Linked DNA regions of Rattus norvegicus: region 1 is linked to region 2. A link is a contact called in public Hi-C data. All regions are on one chromosome and are shown on one strand. Each heading gives the region's core, a stretch centred on a gene start, on an enhancer-like site or on the middle of the called end of the contact. The rest is flanking DNA. Distances are from core to core; before and after follow the strand shown.

The links. A called contact is a pair of places that touch in the nucleus more often than the background predicts.
Region 1: a Hi-C map of prefrontal cortex shows a contact between it and region 2, with 4 times the contacts expected there. The contact joins the enhancer-like site here to the promoter of Rab13 in region 2. A contact is called at or near these places in 12 of 12 Hi-C or Micro-C datasets (the A7r5 cell line, the Rat2 cell line, Schwann cells and 7 more) and 1 of 1 datasets of contacts at active chromatin or transcription factors (oligodendrocytes).

What each region holds. Positions count from the first base shown.
Region 1 is chr2:178,129,578-178,132,932 of GRCr8, forward strand. No RefSeq gene overlaps it. Among named protein-coding and RNA genes, the nearest start is that of Slc27a3, 24 kb to the right of the region's middle. Within about 2 kb of position 1,869, at least 8 of the 93 cell types and tissues checked have an H3K27ac peak or open chromatin away from gene starts, as enhancers often do. A contact at or near this core is called in prefrontal cortex, where this site is marked.
Region 2 is chr2:177,971,475-177,974,785 of GRCr8, forward strand. Rab13 (RAB13, member RAS oncogene family) reads left to right here and starts at 1,496. Exons shown (of 8, transcript NM_031092.2): 1 at 1,496-1,704; 2 at 2,850-2,910. The coding sequence starts at 1,581.

The sequences.
Region 1 (3,355 bases), core at 619-3,118, 160 kb after region 2:
CTACACAACGGTGGTGGAGAAGCCTAGGATAGCAAGGTAGCAGAGAAAAACAAAATAGGTGGCAGCCCCAGCCCACCTGAAGTTACTCTACAGCGCTGAAGCAGCTGTCACACTGCTACCAGCGAAGGAAGCAGCATGGGGGAGAGGCCTACCTGGCACCTTTGTTGAATGAGCCCTTCAATGGGGTTATAGGCTGTGGCAGCCTCTAGGCTAAATACATTCTCAAGTGTGCCTTACCTCATGACCTCTTGGAAACTAGCTTGATATCTCAGTATCCTCTCTCACCAGCTACATGCCCAAAGCCCTCCATAAGGGAACTTACACTGCTCCTGATACCTGACTGGTCCTTCCAGGCTTCCCAGGGAAAGCAGAGGAGGCTACAGGAGCTGCAGCTGGACTAAGGAAGAGACTCCCAACTGCTCTGTCAGACTGAAGGGCAGTGGGAAAGCCTAAGAGACAATCAGAAGCAATCCGTTAGGTCCCAGAAACCTATCTTTTTGGGGATCACTGAGGTAGGTAGGGCCCAAAGAATGACTTCCAGAACATACCTTTGGACAGAACTGGGTTAGAGCCAAGAACTCACTCTTGGCCCTTGCACCCAATCTGTGACTGAAGGCCTTGCTCTCTCACACATCCATGCCCACCTTGGGCTGGCCAGAGGTAAAGCAATGTCTTCCTGGGACACTTCAGAGATGAACAGAGTCATACTCTGTAGACTCCTGGGAGTTGGGCATGGCTCTGGGTTCCCTATCACAGGCCATGTGGGCACTGACTTGATAAGAGCCCATGTTGTTTTCTGCCACCTGTCGGTAAATAGCCTCATCTTCAGCAGAGACCCCACACACTCTTAGTGTGCCAAAGAAAAGCCAAAACATATGGGCTGAAGGAAGTGCTCTCAAGGAGGAGACAGACCTGCTCAGAGAGAGGACTGATCAATGTGTGCAGCACTAACGTACAGAGCAGGCAGGACAGAGGTACTTGCTAGAAAGAGAAGAGAAGGAAGGGGTGGGGGTGTGTGTGTGTGTGTGTGTGTGTGTGTGTGTGTGTGTGTGTGTGTGTGTGTGTGGTGTATGACAGTAGGGTACAGATCTAGAGAGCACTGTGGACCATCTGGCAGGGAGAGGTAAGACCTTAGTACCTGTTGTGAGTTTGATCTTATTCCCAGAACAGCACCTTTCCATTCCTCAACTAAACCAGTCCAGAGTCAGTGAGACCCTGAGCCCCACAGGAATCTTGCTCCAGGACTAACTGTGGCCACTAGACAAGCAAGGAGAGTTGGGCAGGTGAGGAAGTGAGGAAGGCATCCAGAGACCCAGCCTTCCTGCCCCCTGCCTTCTAGACCCTCTCCTGACCTAGAGAGAGAGTGTTCCCAGTCCCTTCCTGCCGAGCCCTGGAGCACGCTGCCCAGCCTTGTACACTTGTGCTGGACACAGGTGCATGATTGATTAGGGGCACAGACATAGACCCCTAAGTGCTGGACAGACACGTCAGAAATCACCAGGTTTCCCGTACCCACAATTTGGAGGCCCTCAACACTTGAGGGAGCAGCCATCTGTGGGAAAGTGTCCGGAGTAAGAGCAGTAGCCTGGGGAGGGTGGGAGAAGGGCAGCTCCATATCCAGGAGGCTCAAGGAACAAGTGGCTATACTGGGACGAGGGGACTGTGACAGATTCCAACGCCTGGGTCTGGTGCACTGTGGAGTTAGGTTCTGAGGCCAGGCAGAAGCCTACTGTGAGGTGGGCTAATACTCAGATAGGGAGAACCCTTGCTATCTCCCACATGGTTTCTGCTCCAGGAGCTTCCAGCCAGCAGACATCTGTGGCCCGGTTTTAGAGCTGCCCGTAGAGCTGCAGTTTGATCCCTAATTTACAAGTAAAATGACCTGCCCAAGCTGGCTGTGGTGATTCAGAGTTGTGTATAGGCTGGAAGAGGATATTCCTGAGTTGGAGGCTAATCTGGGCCACAGGCCAAGTTTAAAGCCATCTAGGACTATATTGTGAGGGGGAGGAAGAACAAAATAGAGAGTGAGCTTGTATCCTGTGTGACAAACCTTAGCCGGCCTCACCTTCCCTCTGAGGCTCCCCTAGGCACTCAAGAATTACAGACTCTTCCTCCAAACAAGAGAATGTGGGGGTTGGGGATTTAGCTCAGTGGTAGAGTGCTTGCCTAGCAAGCACAAGGCCCTGGGTTCGGTCCCCAGCTCCGAAAAAAAGAAAAGAGAAAAAAAAAAGAAGAAGAAGAGAATGTGTAGGGGAGAAATAAACTAAACGGTTTTGGTTTTGTGCCTAAACCACATGTTCCTTATGTGACCCGCCCTCCCACCCCCATTTATTATGGAAAACAAAACCCACCACCACCACCAAGGCTATGGGCACACTGTCACTGTCCTCAGCACAGGGTGAAAACCAGCCTTGGCTTTTGTTTTTGTTTGTCTGTTTTTGTTTGTTTGGTTTTGCTGTCATCCTTAGTCATCTTTTTAAACCTTGTATTTTCTGGGGTTTTTTTTTTTAAAGATCTATTTATTATGCATACAGTGTTCTGCCAGTATGCCAGCAGAGGGCATCGGATCCCATTACAGACAGTTGTGAGCCACCACGTGGTTGCTGGGATTTGAACTCAGGACCTCTGGAAGAGCAGTCAGTGCTCTTTTTTTATTATTATTATTTTTTAGTAAGCATTTTTTTCTTTAAAGATTTATTTATTTATCATATACAAGTACACTGTAGCTGTCTTCAGACACACCAGAAGAGGGCATCGGATCCCATTACAGATGGTTGTGAGCCACCATGTGGTTGCTGGGAATTGAACTCATGACCTCTGGAAGAGCAGTCGGCGCTCTTAACCACTGAGCCATCTCTCCAGCCCCTTCTGCTCCTTCGTAACATGAATTAAACCTTCCATAAGTGCCCTCACTTAAAACTACTCAGATGAGACCATGAGTCTCTAGAATGAAAATTTTAGCAGGGTCGTGTGGTGCAGGCCTGTAAACTCAAGCTACTGGGGAGGCTAACACAGGAGGATCCCAAGTGTTAAGCCTGTCCAGGGCCTGCTAGGACAGCTCAGAGGGGTAGAGCGCCTGCCCAGCATGTGTAAGGCCCTAGACTAACTTCTCAGCACCATAAAGCAGAACAGTACTAATGAGCAAATCATACACTCCCAAAATCTCAGTTCCTGAGAGGCAAGTGCAAGGAGGAGCAAGGGTTTGAGGCTAGCCTGGGTAGCCTGTCCAGAGAACCCAGGTTTTGTTCTCGGCGCTGACGTCAAGCAGGCCCACAACCACCTGTGGCTCCAGCTGCAGAGACTCTGGTTTCCCTGAGTCCCCAACCGCACAGGGCAGACACACGTGCACACTCGC
Region 2 (3,311 bases), core at 246-2,745:
TTTATAAAACACATTATGTGTGCCTACACATACAAGTAAATATAACGAATGAATAAACTAAATAGTTATTTGTGTGTGGTAGTCAATATGGATTGTCAACTTGACAGGATCTAACATCACCGAGGAATCCAATCCCTGGACATGTTCTAGATCGAGGAAAGTTCTAGCTTGGATTATGTGAGGTGGAAAACCCCCACCTGACAATGAGTGGCACCATTCACCGTCCTGAATAAAACAGAGAGAATGAGCTGGGCACCAGCATTCATCTCTCTCCTCCTGATTTCCGAGGAAAAGTGACTAGATACCTCACGTTCCTATTGTCATGTAGACTGTACCTTCTATGAGCCAGAGCAAGCGTCTGGTAAACTGTTTTTGTCAAGTAGTGGGGGGGGGGGGAAGGTAACTGATACATTGTTGATACATTGTGTTTGTATCAAAGGACAAAAGTAAACATAGATTATGGCAAACATAATGTAACAAATTAAGACACTTTCTCACAGTCAGTACTCAAATGTTAGGGACTTTTTCTTTGTTTTTTTTTTTTTTTTCTTTTTTTTGGAGCTGGGGACCGAACCCAGGGCCTTGCGCTTGCTAGGCAAGCGCTCTACCACTGAGCCAAATCCCCAACCCCTCTTTCTGTGTTTTTTTTCCCCTTTTTTAAAGGGACTGAAAAGATGACAAGCGCTAGCTGCTCTTGTAGAGGATCTGGGTTCAGTTTCCAGCAGCCATATGGCAGCACCTGTAGACTCTCAAACTCCATTCAGGGGCTCATTGCTTGCTCTCTTGTAGCCTCTGCAGACACACTAGTCATCTAGTGCATAAACACATGTAGGGAAAGCACTCCTGTATAAAGACAGAAAGCTGTGCCTGGGGGCCGGCCAGTAATCTGCACACTTGAGAGATTGAGGCAGTAGGATTACTTGACCTTGAAGGCCGGTTGCACTACTGAGTTCTAGGCTCGCTCCAGAAGGTGAACCGGCTACGTGTGCTTTGAGTGTAATTGATGGGGCTGATTTTTATCATTTCAGTTCTTCACTCTGCTCCACCAGGGGGCAGACGGATCCAGCATACTAACCTCCCAACCCGCTTCTTTTCAAAGGGAATTGGGATTTGTAAACTTAAGAAGCGCAGTGCTGACAGAAAGTTCTTAGGACCTTTATCATAAACTCAAAAGCTTATGAATAGCGCCTCAGCCCTTTATCAATTTCCAGTGCCACCCCTCTCTCCACCACTGGTAAATTTCTTTCCCTCTTTCCCTAATCTTTTTAAAATTCCTCTTTCTACTTCGGTAGAAAGAGAGGAAAGACAGCTAGCCAAAGGCAATGGGAAGGGCTAGGGAGACTGGCTCTTCGAGGCCGGGGAGGCAGCGCCCGGACTGCTAGAGCTGGACAGGCCTCTCCACTAGCGAAGAGGGGTGGAGCCCGGAGCAGGGCCGCCTCTCTTCTTTTCCCGGGGCCTGGGCGGAGAGGGAGGAAAACTTCCTGGCTGGGACTCTGGCGGTTTCTGCCTGCCAACCCTCCGATCCCGCCTACCAGCGTTGGCTCTTCCCGACCCCTCCCCCGGCGCCCCCAGTGTCCGCCATGGCCAAAGCCTACGACCACCTCTTCAAGTTGCTGCTGATCGGGGACTCGGGGGTGGGCAAGACTTGTCTCATCATTCGCTTTGCAGAGGACAACTTCAACAGCACTTACATCTCCACCATCGGTGAGCCCACAGTCTGTGTACCAGACCCCAGACCCACCCTCTGCCCACCCTCATACACGGGCTCCTGAAAGACTAAGGAACCTACTTTTTTGATCCCCTTAGAGAAAGACACTAATTTTCAGTCTGTCGACCCTGCCCCAGACCCATCCCCCATAATGTCCCTGAATAACACTCAAAACTTCAAGCCTTTCTGATGATTCCAGGTAGCCCCAGTTGCTGCCACCCACCCCATTTCTTGGTACTATCTCCCTAGTCTCTTTAAATCCTCATAGGTTATTTTCATTTCCATCTGCTTCCTTCTTCAATACATCTCTTCACCTAAACTCTCTAGATTCACTCTTCACAATTTCTCTTTTCCCTGCTTCCCAGTTCTGTTGGCTTTTTACTGACCCACTGGGCTCCAAACTTCCCCCAGCACGGGTTGGCTCTACCTTCAAATCATCCTTCTAGCCCCCTTACCTCAGCAAGGTACTGCAGAGTGGCTGACTGTGCTGCCGAGTGGGGAAAGTGGAAGGGAGGGGACTCTGGGGTCTCTGAGTAAGCTTTGGCACTCAGACACTTTTAGGAGTCCCCCAAGAGACCTGGGAGATGTGCCCAGACTTCCAGTAAGAAGAGTATCCTTTCCCCTTTTCCCTCCTCCCTTCCTCTCTTTATCTTTCTTCATTCCCTCTTGACTGGGAATCTCATCTCCCCTGGTGACAAAAGGGAAAGAATCAATCTCTCTCTCTCTCTCTCTCTCTCTCTCTCTCTCTCTCTCTCTCTCTCTCTCTCTTTTCCTGTGCCCACCTAGCTCACTAGTTAATTCACATAGACTCAGTCAGCTGCCTTTCTCATTCCTCACTACCCCCAAGGGTGAGCAGGGTGGGTGGTGGACCTGAGGTGTCTGTTGGGGGAGGGGGAAAGAAGAACGGAACAGTGTGGTAGAGATGGAGGGAAAAGTTGTCAGCTGGCATGCTTTTAGCCCGCCCGAAGAGTTTCACCACCTTTCTCCAAAACGTCATAAAGTCTGAGGAAAAACAGTATGCTTACCATTGGACTAAAGCTTTGGAAAGCTCTCCTATTCACACATCCAGCCCCCACTCTCTCCCCCCATCCCTTTCACACATTCACCCATGCTTCCCTGGCTTTCACACCCTTCACCCCAGGAATTGATTTCAAGATCCGAACTGTGGAAATAGAGGGGAAGAGAATCAAACTGCAAGTCTGGTAAGTAAGCTGCCCAGCTCTCCGGACCAGACTGACCTTTGAACCCACCCTCCCCCACTTGCAACCCCCCCCTTTCAGTTCTTCTATCTTACTTTTTCTCTTTTCAGTTTAGTTTTTGTTTTTTTGGGTTTTGTTTTGTTTTGTTTTTTAGACACAGTCTCATGCAGCCCAGGATGGCCTGGAACTCACTATGTAGCTGGTAGCTGAGAAAGAAAGACCTTTATTAGCTCCTGTCTCCTGTGTTACAGGCATGTGCAGGCATGTGGCACCATGTTGGTCTTTCTGTTTTGCTTTCTTCCCTTTTTTCCCCTGGTCCAGTACATCTCCTAATTCTTCCATTTCGCTTAGTCAGCTATCAGCTGGCCCTGCGTCTCTCTTCCTGGTGTCCCACTTTCAGTTCG